Linked DNA regions of Mus musculus: region 2 is linked to region 1. A link is a contact called in public Hi-C data. All regions are on one chromosome and are shown on one strand. Each heading gives the region's core, a stretch centred on a gene start, on an enhancer-like site or on the middle of the called end of the contact. The rest is flanking DNA. Distances are from core to core; before and after follow the strand shown. Region 1 overlaps Vps50 (VPS50 EARP/GARPII complex subunit). Region 2 overlaps Ppp1r9a (protein phosphatase 1, regulatory subunit 9A).

Region 1 (6,277 bases), core at 10-2,509:
CAAGGCTCTTTATTGCTTGATTCTGCATCACAATTTCATAATTGCATTTTGTTCTGGTCCTCGCTTTAAACTTGGATTTCTCTGTGTTCTTCTGTCTTCTGAATTTCTCTTTCCTCCCTGGGGTTGAGAGCACTTGTGCGCTGGTCTTTTGTCTCCTTTCTTCCCTCCGCTCTGCTGGCCTTGCTGTTTATTTGTTCATCAGGCTCTTTAGTCACTGCTGGAGGGCAAGGCCGATTTTTACTCAGCCCTGGCTGTGCTGTGGAGGAGAGTTTTACATGTGGAGAATAAAATCAACATTTGCTCCATGCGGCTCCACTGACCGAGGGTCGGTATCAGAGCCTGTGAAGCAGGCTATCAAGCCTAAGTGATGGCACCGTGGGCCCAAGTGTTCTTGTGCTTTCTCGGCTTTCGTTTCCTCTGTCTGCAGTTGGATCCACGACTTTGTCTCTTTCCAGCTTTAACTATGAGATGCGTTGATGTACATTTTCTGTATTTTAGTGACTGACCGTTTTGTTGCATTTTTATAGCATTTACTTGTTGGCAAATTAGTTTTGGATTTTCACATTTTAAAGAGCTTTTACAGTGCACTAATCTTAATACTCATTTAATTATACTCTGTAACTATAAAATAAATCCTTAAATACTTCATTAATAATATAACAGTTGGCAAGACTGAACTGTTTATTTCAAAATTTACCTGACCTATCTCATTATTGTAACCTCTTTTTTCTTAACATGTTTTAATATGCCGTAAAGGGTTTTATTTGGATCTAGTTTTTTCTGTTTGCCTTAAAATTTTTATAGGGAGTCTTTTGTTCATTTTGTATATAAAATATCTCATACTTATGAACTACCCTGTTGATTCTATTTTAGATACAGAATTGCATATTTTTGTACATCTCTAATGCTAGGCAGTGAGTTTTTAACTCTAGCAAAATTATGCAACAGTTATATTAAAATATGCAGTGTAGCTGTTTGTGTTTATTTTTCTCATTTACATACAGAAAATACTCTTACATTTTTGTGATTTCTCATTAATAGAAGCATTATGAGTTTATGGACCATGGTGCTTACCACAACTGTCTTTGTCTCATATTTCTTTTGACTATCCCTCCCTGTTAAATTACAGAATGCCCTGTAATTGTTCCTGGAGTGCTGTGGATCTGGGCACTGCACAGCATCACGATGTAGTTCCCAGTGTGGCTGGGACTAAGCAGGCGGCCTGCTGAGGGAGGAAGTGTGTAGGGAGGGATGAGGTGGAAGGAAGCAGTGCCTGGCAGGCTGCACATGCAGCAGCTGCAAGAGACACAGTCTCTTCCAAGCAGTATGAATGAGCTCAGATGTGCATTTCACAGAGAAGTCACTAGATGGGCTGGAAGGAGGGCTGTTTTATTGGGATGCAGTGATGTATCAGGGTATCTGGGTCCACAAAAGTGTTAACGGGAGAAAGACCACTGTCACAAATCATCAAGGCCAAACTAATTAAAGCAAGCAATTAGTTAAAGCAAGCTTTTTTATTTGTGTACACAAGCTGCCTCCTCCTAAGGTGGGGATTGAGAGGTCAGACTTGGGTGTGAGGAAGACAAGGGTTTGTTTGTTTGTTTGTTTGTTTATGTATATAGCGCAGGGTTTCTAAATCAAGGATTTGGTGGGTTACTAGAACAGAACATAAGCATAGCATGTTAGCCATAAGGGCCTGCTGAAACAGAGACATGATTACAAGTGGTCGTGACAACAGGTAGTCATAGCAGGGTAGCCATAACAACCCTTTTGAAACCAAGTTAGGGTTGCAAGATGGTAATTAATTTTTGAAACAAAGTTATGATTGCCATTCCTGGACCGGGCAGAAGGGAGCCATTTGTAGTTATGGTTACAAGGAGGGTATAGCCGCATCCTTGAGAAACAGAGTTTTAATCATAAACTGGAATGCACTTAGTGTGTCTTTACTATAAGATGGCTTTTAAGCCTAAGGTTGAGGCATGCTGGTTGTTGAGAGGCCCTCACTGTATGCTCTGCCTTTTCCTGCCTTGCTCCATTTGTCTCTGCCCTTCACTTAGGATTGTCCCATTAGAGTATGAAGTGCTCCATGTTGGTTCCTCGTGCTCTCGGATGCTGACTGAATAGATCTCTAGGAAGGACTGGCATCTGACCTTTGTATGCTTACACAGATTGTAATGGTTTTATAAACCCATCATATTTTTGAAATGTACATTTGTGAGATTTTTAAATGAAATCACATTTTCCCTTTGGCAATTTTAATAACTTTAAAGCGGATGAAAAAATAGGTTTGAAGAGGCTAAATCAAATTTCCAAGGTTGTAGAGATGCAACTAAAGCTGGAGTGTCTTTGCCTTCAGGTCAGCCCGCCTGTCCTGGGTTGCAGGAGAGCATCAACATGCTGTTGTGTGCTGTAATGTGCTAGTTACACCCTGAAGATGAGAGGGTCGCTTGATCATTGCACGCCTTTGAGGTTTTGGACTTAGCTAGCTACAAATGATAGTTTCCAATTTAGTAACGTTCAACATTTCTTTTTGAATGGTACCAACTGCATTTATTTGATTGTGGTGCTTAGGTGACATCACACTCTTGAAACTTGTATTTGAGATGCCAGTGCCTTTTTAAGGGAAGGAGGTTTATGAGAAAACTCTGAGTTCTCTTTCTAGTTCATCCTTCTCACTTTATATTTGCATTTAATGGGTGGAGGCTGCCTGTCTTCCACAGGTGGTGTGGGTTTCACCACCCCACAAGTTGAGCACCTACTGTCCGTGGTGCTAAGTGGATAACTTCCTTTTCCCATCCCCTGCTGCTCCAGGAGTGCTGTTCTCATTGTGTCAATGGTAGGGGGTTTTGTTGTTGTTGTTGTTATTTATTTATTTATTTATTTATTTGGTTGGTTGGTTATGTGTGTGTTCAGGTCCATGTACACGGTCACTTGGGTATATAGAGTCCAGAGGCCATTCTTCAGGAGCCCTCCACCGTATTTTTGAGACTAGATCTCTCACTTATGCCTTGGATTGTAGGCTGGACAAGATGGCTAGAGAGCCCAAGAACTAGCCTGTCTCTACCTCCCCATTGCTGAGATTACTGGAGCAAACTCACGTCCTGTGGGTTCTGGGAATTAAATTGAACTTCCCAGGCTTATGAAGAAGACAACTGAGCCATTGCCAGGCCCAGGATGCTGTACTCATGCTATACTCATGGTACCTATCACATCATACTGTTATCCAGAATACTCATGTCTTTGCCCCTTTCTGTTAGGATATTTTGTAAATTGAGTTTGATGTACAGGGTTGACTTTTTTTTTTTTAAATGCCTGTGTTCTCTTGTTGAATACTTTAAAATTCAAATGTTATCTTGTTCTTTTAAGTTTCAACATAGTATTCTGACACATTTAGCTTGAATTTACAATAGGAGTTAATTCTATAGTTTATAATTTTAAAAATATAAATTATGGTTAAAAGATATCAAAGCAAGTTATTTTTTAATAAATAAAATGACCTCAATAAGTCATAGAACATCACTCTATGTTCTAGTTGGCTGATACATTTTGTGATAATTTTGTTATTTATTTAGTGATGATTTGAGCTGATGAGATGGGTCAGTGGATAAAGGCACTTACCACAAATGCTGACATGAGTTAGATCTCTGGGGCCCACATGGTGGAAGGAGGGAACCAACTTCTGCATGGAGTTTCCTGTCCTGCACATGTATGCCACAGTGCACCCTCCAAACAAGTCAATAAGCTTAGTGCTGCTTTATTAAAATGTTTGCTAAGCATTACACTAATGATTATAAGGATTTTAAATAACTGCTTCTTTTTTATACTTAAATATATTTGATACTAACTTTGGAGAGAGGAATGGCTACGTTGTTCTATGTTTATAACAGCTGAGGGGCTCCTGGCAGTTGATAGCTATTGGGAGGAGGATTCATTTTCCTTAAGAGTATAGCACAGGCTCTTCAGAAAGCACACATCTAAGCGTATTTGTGCAACACAAATTGGATGGGATGGGTTTAAAATATAAAGCGATTACAAAGTTGGACAGATGAGAAAGAATTCGATGGGTCTGGAAGGAGTTGGGAGAACACTGAATGGGATTAAAGCACATTATATGGAATTCTCAAAGAACTAATTAAAAATAGCATTTTTTGTTTTGCTGTTGTTAAGACTGGGTCTTTGGTTTTTCTTAGAGACTTACTGGATAGCTCAGGCTGACCTTAACCTCAAGAGCTTCCTGCCTCAGCCTCCCAAATTTTAGAATTATCAGCATTTGTACCATACCTATCTTAGTGTAGTATCATTTTGATTAGCCAGTGTGGGAAGAAGTAGATATCTAAGTTGAGATTTTTCTAGTTAACCAAGGGATTGTCAAATAATACAATGAAATTGCATAGTGTAAAGACAGTAATATTAGGGATAGGCATCTGTCTGTCACGTTTCTTTAGACGAAATGCATGGAAGCCCATTCTGTGCTTTGGGAACAAAGACTTTGTTTGGTACACAGTCAGAATTGCATCGTTCATACACTTTGGAGGAGCATCATAGAATACAGGATGCAACTTGTAAACCTGTTCTTGAGCTGGATGCTTAGCTCCCCTTTCTCTGTGGTTCCTACCAGAGTCAGATGCTCGCTGCACAGTTCCAGTACTGGCTGTGTTCCAGGGGTCATTGAGACGGTGTTTTGTTATGTGCAGTCAGACAGATTTTAGAATATTATTGATGTGATAAAATGTGAGTCTGTGATGTGTCCTTATGATAGATCTAGGTAGTTGCTTGCATGTCAATTAAACATGTAAATTCTTTTAGCCTTCCTGGCATACAAACAGTTCAAAATACAATCTGATTTCTTTTTTCTTCCTTTCAGTTGAAAAGCAGTGTTTTAGTGTTTGTCTATTTTCTAGTTTTCTGGTTTCTAAGTAGTTTGTGTTCTTGGTCAGAATGGTTCTCAGAAGGTATGTGACTGAAGGTACAAGATCATTTGTTTCTATGCAGATGGAATCTTAACACTTATATGTGCTGTAATTAAGACTTTAATTTTTTTTTTTTTGTCTTTTTATTTTTTAAGGAGGAATTCAGGGAGCTTCGAGAACAGCCAAGCGACCCTCAAGCTGAGCAAGAGTTGATTAATAGCATTGAACAAGTCTATTTTTCTGCGGATCCATTTGATATTGTTAAATATGAGCTGGAGGTAAAAGGGAACTTTGATTAAAACACATCTAAAGCTCATTTCCTCAGTGCATACGAATGAATTTGTGAGATCTAAAGTTTGGAGGGAACTAATATTTTTTTAATAACACTAACAGGTCTGTGATTATCACAATATGAACTTAATGAACTGTCAGCCCATGTTATTAAGTGCACCTTCAGAGTACTGGTTACAGAAGTACTTCTGTGCCCTTGGTATTTGCTACTATGCAGCATGTTGCTATACTGCTTCTCTGTACGTTCATATTACCAAAATTCATTTAAAAATGCTAACTAAAATAAAATTAAAATGTAATTACTTAAAATGTAAAATAAATGCTTAGGAAAGCTTTGTGGGACTTTTTGTCTGACTGTAGATGTACAGCCTGCTTTCAGTCTCCTTTATAGCCAGGATTACAACCATGCCACTACAAGCTTAGCTAGAGTACTGACTCTTGGTCGTGAATGTGTATTGTGCTGAGAAGCCTTCTGTACAAAACTGTCTGAATGCTGACAGTAATAAACTTATGGGGTCTTCAGATGAAGAGTCAGAATAGCAAAATGAGTTTTAAGCTTGGGATCTGTTTCCTCATATTCCCAATTCCATGTGTTTTTTACTATTTCTTCATGGTGACTTAATTTAAAGTGTTGCCTGTCACCACAACATTCAGTCTATTTATAATATTCCTGAGGTGGGAAATCTGCATTGAAATATCTTATAGTAAGGTTAGCAGGTAAACTATATGAGATCTGTGTTAGAGCCTTTTCTGACTGTCTCTGCCAGGTGGCCCAGCGAGTATGGGTTTCTGGAGCTAGAGTAGCAGCTGTGGCTGTGGCTGTAGCAAGGCTGGACAAGGTCGAAAGCCAAGGGCCATGTAAAACACATACTTAGGCTTGTGTGACTGGAGCTGGGTGACAGCGTGGAAGCATTGGAGGACAGTGGGTGGGGCACTGCCGCACGTGCACTCTATAGCTCTAGTTAGAAGGGTTCTGGGAGTCAGATTGAATGCAACAAGTTCATTCCTCATTTACAATTGTTTTGCTATAGAAGCTTCCTCCTGTTCTCAATCTGCAAGAGTTAGAGGAGTACAGA
Region 2 (6,960 bases), core at 3,037-5,536, 1.6 Mb after region 1:
CCATGGACACATGGTGATAACTGTACCCATGGACACATGGTAATAACTGTACCCATGGACCCATGGTGATAACTGTACCCATGGACACATGGTAATAACTGTACCCATGGACCCATGGTGATAACTGTACCCATGGACACATGGTGATAACTGTACCCATGGACACATGGTGATAACTGTACCCATGGACACATGGTGATAACTGTACCCATGAACACATGGTGATAACTGCACCCATGGACACATGGTGATAACTGCACCCATGGACACATGGTGATAACTGCACCCATGGACACATGGATTTGCTTATTTTGTCTTCAGTACTTTGAAGTCTCAAAGTGAGACACGTAATTTCAGCAAGTGTGTCATCTGTAATCACAAATCTGAAGATCCCCGTTTCATTCCAAGAACTGTGAGGAGAAAGCAGAGCTCGCTGGGCATGGTGAGCAGTGCAACTCTCTCCCGTTCCCTTTGCTCTGAGATCTACAGCTCCATGTGTGAAGCAGATCAGCACCCTCCTGACTTCCTTTCTGGCTCTGACAGCTGCCTCTGAGCAAATGTGAGATGCCAGGGAAGGGAGAGGCGCTGCCCTGAGGTCTCAGTGTGGCAGGAAAGTAGAAGCTGTCCACCTTTTGCACTGGCTGGAAAGGTTCTCCACCCACTAAGGGCGGTGCCAGAATGTGTCCTACCATCAAATGAAGCCTGGAGCTCACTGCCTGGTCAATCCCTACCGCTCCTTTCCAGGCACTTTATCTCACTTGGCACTTTACATTGAGATAGACTTCTCTCTCCTTTTTTCATTGAGCTGTGTTTGTTTTGATTTTCTTTTGCTTGTGTGTGAGTGTATATGTGCTGTATACACACATGTATGCGCAGATGCACATGCTTGTGTGTGAGTGTATGTGTGCTGTATACACACATGTATGCGCAGATGCACATGCTTGTGTGTGAGTGTATGTGTGCTGTATACACACATGTATGCGCAGATGCACATGCTTGTGTGTGAGTGTATGTGTGCTGTATACACACATGTATGCACAGATGCACATGCTTACAAGCCAGAGGACATCCAGTGTTCTGCTCTGTCTGTTACCCACCCCCACCCCAGCCATTCCCTTGAGACGGGGTCTCTCACTAACCCTGAAGCTGAGTCAACAGCACATCACAAGGATCCTGTCTCATGTCCTCCTCTGCCAGAGCCCTGGGGCCACAGGGAGCCCGCCACTGAGCATGGCCCGGTGTTTTGTTTTGTTTTGTTTTTTTTTTTTTTGCGGGGGGAGGGGGGGTCTTTTCTATTTTTTCCAATTTTTATTAGGTATTTTCTTCATTTACATTTCAAATGCTATCCCAAAAGTCCCCCATACCCTCCCCCCCCACCCTGCTCCCCTACCCACCCACTCCCACTTCTTGGCCCTGGCGTTCCCCTGTACTGAGGCATATAAAGTTTGCAGGACCAATGGGCCTCTCTTTGCAGTGATGGCCGACTAGGCCATCTTTTGATACATATGCAGCTAGAGTCAAGAGCTCCGGGGTACTGGTTAGTTCATAATGTTGTTCCGCCTATAGGGTTGCAGATCCCTTTAGCTCCTTGGATACTTTCTCTAGCTCCTCCATTGGGAGCCCTGTGATCCATCCAATAGCTGACTGTGAGCATCCACTTCTGTGTTTGCCAGGCCCCGGCCTAGCCTCACAAGAGACAGCTATATCGGGTCCTTTCAGCAAAATCTTGCTGGCGTATTGCAATAGTGTCTGTGCTTGGTGACTAATTATGCTCAGTGTTTTTAATGTGGGTGCTGGAGATCCAGGCTCAGGTCCTTACAGGCTAGCAACAAATCCTCTGACCCACGCAGACATCTTCCTAGCCACTAAATAGCTTGAGCTCCTGTCCCTGTGAACAGTTTGGCTTGGCTTGGCTTTTTGTTTGTTGGGTTTTTTGTTTGTTTGTTTGTTCGTTTTGTTTTTTAGTTTCTGCCCTTCGGATTGAAAGTTGTTCTGACTGACTTCCTGGGTGGGAAGTAGAGAAGAGAGAGGCTGAGTCAGAGTGGATCCTCTCTTTACAGGGCTGAGGTATCCCCACCACAGCTTTGGTAGCCAGAACTGCTAGTACCAGCGAAAACAAATCTGCTTTTGTTGTTAGGGGAAGCCAAAGTCTAAAAACTGTGTGATTTAAGTCTGTGAAAAATAAACTCGAGACTAAATAAAGCCATCTATGTGGAAGGTTCACTGACAAGGGGAGCTGTGAGTTGTTACCTCTTTAGCAGTAAGCAGATGCTTATTTTTAAAGGAGCTGTAATCACAGTCTGAGAGATGTAACCAACACGTTGCTCATTAATAACCACATTCTGAGAATCCAAGCAGCCTTGTTAGAGGTTTGCCCTGCGCTCAGTTCACCACCCTGGTGGGGACCTTCTGACCAGGTTGAGTTACGACTCCACCAGCTAATTGCAGCTTGTTTTGCATATGTAGTTCCCTGAAATAAAACCCACTTTTGTTGGAAAAAAAAAAAAAAACAACCAAAACCAAAGCACCATCTATTAAGCTTAGAAAAAGATGGCAAAGATTTGCCACTGCTACATTTTAATAACATCATATATCTTCAAAAACACCTCCAGCTCCATTAGCTCCCTGCAGACAAAACAGGCCTCAGTCCAGTGCATAAACGATAGAAAAAAGTCTACACAGTGCAGAAACCGTTTCTCAGAGTTGTGTGTGAATTCCAGGCAGGCTGCCCTGGTGCCACGAGAGCCGATAATGTTGCTCTTATCTGATAGAAAATGTCTGGTTCTAGAGCACTCTTAAAACTCCCCTGCAAAGATAATATTTTTCACTTCCAAAATATTTTCCACGCCTGCACAGGCTAAGTGGAGTGCTGCAGGTGATGCTGACGAGGCTTCTGCCTGCCCCTTTCTGGTAGTCACACGTAGACATTTTGATTCAGTTACAGTTAGTCGTGTGCGTGTGCGTGTGCGTGTGTGTGTGTGTGTGTGTGTGTGTGTGTGTGTGCGCGCGCGCGTTCTTACTGAAAGCTATAAACAGAGCCCACACTCAGATTAGTTTAAACAACAGAGTAGATATTTTTGTTAGTAATGGATGGGAAAAAAATCATCCAGGCATATGAATTTGCTTTATTCTCTAAGAATATAATACCTCTGGAAAATAATTCCTTGTGGTTGTATATACATTTCCATGTTGTATATTAAAGAATATTCTTTTGTGGCTTTATTCTTGAGTGGCAGGTTATCATGGCTGTTTATTTGAGAGAGGTGTGTGGGGGGGTGTTATCTTTACAGCATCTTGCCTAGAGCCCCTCAGTAGATGCTTATAAAGTTCATCTTTAATTTTTTAGAGAAATGGCACAAGATCAGAACCTAGATATCCAAGATCTAATCCAGTTCTAGTGTTGGTTTTTTTTGTACAGTTAGGTTGATCATTTGCTCTGAGCCTCAGTTTCCCCACATCGCTGTACTCACTAAGGGATCAGGATTTCTGGTGAGCACAAAAGACCTCTGCCAGTATTTTTCACTGAGAAAGCTTGGTGTAGTTTCCTTGCCTGGCACACTCACACTTTGGGTATCTGCTAATGGCATCTGAGTGAGACGGACCACTAAGATTGTGGCATAAAACCAAGAAACCCAGATTCGGTACAGTCCTAACTCCGAAGTACTTTGGACAAAAAAAAAAGGGGGGGGGGTGAGATGGTGGGATGTGGTCTTCAGTAACTTTGTGGCAAACCAATTTAGGATTCAGCATAACCAAAAGAAACAGTGCCACCTGCATCACTTAGTGGCTGTGCTCAGCTGCAGAGCAGAAAATGTTCATGGGCTTGGCTGCAAAGTGTCTCCCTCCCCAGACCCTCCACTGGGCTGTTTGGACCTATAAAACCGGGAGAATTGGGAATTTCAAAAACATCCTTCCCATCAAAAACATCCAGAGAACAAATTGTGAACCTGTAAACTGTTTTCCCTAAATTCAAGGGTGTTTAGCCCTTAAAGAAATGAATGACCCCTAGAAGGAAAACAGTCGTGGTCGGGGAGGGAGTGGGGGCGGGGGAGTAAAGCAAACAAATGGCAAAGACCACTATTGTGTTGTAAAGAAAATGCTTTGGGGCTTGGAGTCTTTATACAGGTAGATCTTTTGGAAGGCAGAATTTTGAATCTGTACCTTTCCTGCGGTTAAAAAGGAACACAAACGGAAAACAAACCGGAGATTTCTGTGCCACTGCGTCCCACTCCTTCCTCTGCTGCAGAGCTGCTCTGCGGAATGTGAGAGCGACTCACAGAGCCACAGCGCCACCTTTCTGCACGATGTGGGAATGACTCTTCACACTGTGCGAGGCCTGTTGACTGGCTGGCTCAAGCCATTCTGTGGGCGAGCCTCAGGAAGGAAACAGCTCCTGGACGCTCAGATCGTAAAGGCAGAGCAGCAGAGGCCAAGAAATGAGTTTTCTTTTCTTTGGCCCCTTAGCAATTAAACTGGTAACTTAATCGGATATTAGGGACCGTGAGTCATAAACCCTATGTTTAATTAGTTTGCACCCACTGAGTCATTTTACATGCTAGACATTTGTAATTACAACCTGCTGCAATGCAGCAGGGTCCTGAGCATTTTTTTAATTGTGTCATAAGATATTCTTCTCGCTGCTGAGTCTTTAAAAATATAGAAACACTCTTAGTTGAGATGTTTTTCTTTTCAATTTTCAGTTGCAAATCAAACATGCAGTTACAGAAGCAGAGATTCAAAAATTGAAGACCAAGGTAAGCACCGCTCCGTGGTGTTTGAATTGTACTCTTTAAACTTCAGATACTCTGGGAGTAATGGATTTGCTCCCGTGCACTTGAGAGCATATTTCCATGAGATGGTCATTTCCAACATTAAGTACATCGATGGACCTGTCTTGAGACTGAGCATAACCGCACATAACCAGAGAAGGCCACAGGGCACTTGGTGTTTTAAGTAGATTTAAACTGTTTAGTCTCTCTGAAATTTCATTAAAAATAATATTTTTAATGGCTCAAGCATCTGTGTATTAATTTCTAAAATATAAGCTGGTATAGCAAATCTCCTTTCTGTCATTTACCTTATAATAATTTCAGCTAATTTACTGGAAGCAATGTATTGTTTTAATGTGGAACATTAATTTCTTTTTAGGAAAAACTTCCCATGTCTAAGAAGTAAAGTTATAAGCTCATTCTATGCATTGTGTAATTAATTTAGATTCAGCTGCTACTGGAAATCTTGAGATATACTCACTTCACATTATTTAAATTTGTTGAAGAGAAAAATATTAATAAAAGAAAATATTTTTAATCTCTATGAAATAGTGAGACATCAAAGGAAACTGTAAAATTCTTGTACAAGATACAGTTCTAGCTATTGTTGTTCATTTCTATCAAATGTATGTTTTCAGAGACTTAAAAATATCTTCAGTTGCTTTCAAACGATGCTGTATTGTTTCCATAGTCTTTTTAAAATTACAAAATAATTATTGCCTACGTCGAGTGATCTGTTTTCTGATTCACAGTGAATACATGCTTTGGGTTTTCCATGTGTTTTAAATGGAGATGAGTTAGCTGGTTAAATGGAGATGAGTTAGCTGGTTAAATGGAGATGAGTTAGCTGGTTAAGTGGAGATGAGTTAGCTGGCTACTTTGGTTAAGTGGCATTCCTGACTAATACGCTCTGGAGCTCTCTAGTCAAAGCTTATTTCAGCATCATTCATGGTGTCCGCGGCGCACCGTGAATTTTAAGTTTAAAGCTAGCAGGGCTGGTACCTAAACAACTGCTATAAAGCATTCATTAAAGATGCTGTAAAAAACCAAGCCCTTTTTATCTGAAAACTGTTTTTTGACTTTAAAAAGCAGATCTTATAAACTGTTGGTTACAAATAGGGAAAAGAGCCCCTGTGTTTATAAATGCTCCCATAGACAGGCTTAGGCATTTATTTATGAAGAATTAATTTAGAAAAGTCTACAAATTACTATTTTATATTTTCCTTTTAGGTTGGTATATGATAACACTTGAAAACATGTGATTATTATCAATGTTATATAGATTTCTTCACTTCAGTGTTTGGGACTAATCTTTACTTTGTAACCTCTTGTCCACATGTATTTAGTAAAATACTTTTCACAAAACTATTCTTGTGACATAGAAATGTGTACATTTGTGTGAATGTGTATCTCCATTTGTTCAATGCTCTATAGAATGGGGATGTCATTTGAACCTTGATAGCTTTGTACGTAGAAAGGGTAGACAGAGTAGCAAGGTGAAGAGAACGTGGTTGTCAGGGCAATTTAAACCCTCATCTGAAACTCAGTGTCATGAGTTCTGTATTAAGAGCAGCGCTGGACCGGCTTCCTCTTTCCTGGACTCTATAACCAAGAGGCCCAGAAAAAAAAACTGCACTCTGTGTTTCTAAGAACTTCCAGAGACAGAAACTACACAGAGCTGTCTTTTTGATCCGTTGGAGGGATTTAAATTAACAGGACAACTATTAATGCCTTTATTTTTTCCCTGTCTTTTATACATAGTATAAAGTAAGGTTTGAAAAGCTGTAGATGTATTTAACACTCCCTGTGATATACTGAGTGACAGAATGTGTTCATGTCAGTTGAAATCAACAACCTAGAAACATCCCCCAAAGGGTTAAAAGCACAGTAACAGGAGCTGACTCTCTCAAATGGTTAGGGTGCCCACGAGGTGTTGCAAGGATGCAGAGTGGTGAGAGCACAGGTGCCCTCTGACTCTAAGGGCACCTGAGTCACCACCCGAGACACAGGTGGTAACTCTTAGAAGCCTGAACCTCGTGCCCACGTGTTGAGGAGAACAACCCATAAGCTAAGTCCCTTCCTCACCATTAGTGCCTTTGCTTCTGCTCCTTTCCCACCCCCGCTCCCTTCTTAATTAATCATCAACTTCCTGTCCTACTCTTTATTTAACGTGCTTTCAAACAACGTGTGT

Evidence for each region. A called contact is a pair of places that touch in the nucleus more often than the background predicts.
Region 2: a Hi-C map of cortical neurons shows a contact between it and region 1, with 7 times the contacts expected there. The contact joins two enhancer-like sites. A contact is called at or near these places in 2 of 15 datasets of contacts at CTCF or cohesin (large pre-B cells and pro-B cells), 27 of 484 Hi-C or Micro-C datasets (the AML12 cell line, the AtT-20 cell line, B cells and 21 more), 2 of 115 datasets of contacts at active chromatin or transcription factors (astrocytes and neural progenitor cells) and 1 of 9 other capture datasets (embryonic stem cells).

Annotation. Positions count from the first base shown.
Region 1 is chr6:3,511,557-3,517,833 of GRCm38.p6, forward strand. Vps50 (VPS50 EARP/GARPII complex subunit) reads left to right here. Exons shown (of 28, transcript NM_024260.5): 3 at 5,066-5,188; 4 at 6,233-6,277. Among named protein-coding and RNA genes, the nearest start is that of Vps50, 16 kb to the left of the region's middle. Within about 2 kb of position 1,260, at least 57 of the 459 cell types and tissues checked have an H3K27ac peak or open chromatin away from gene starts, as enhancers often do. A contact at or near this core is called in cerebellar granule neurons, cerebral cortex, cortical neurons and 5 more, where this site is marked.
Region 2 is chr6:5,106,300-5,113,259 of GRCm38.p6, forward strand. It overlaps Ppp1r9a (protein phosphatase 1, regulatory subunit 9A), which reads left to right. Exons shown (of 16, transcript NM_001363809.1): 8 at 4,701-4,754. Among named protein-coding and RNA genes, the nearest start is that of Gm46949, 44 kb to the right of the region's middle. Within about 2 kb of position 4,287, at least 212 of the 459 cell types and tissues checked have an H3K27ac peak or open chromatin away from gene starts, as enhancers often do. A contact at or near this core is called in cerebellar granule neurons, cerebral cortex, cortical neurons and 5 more, where this site is marked.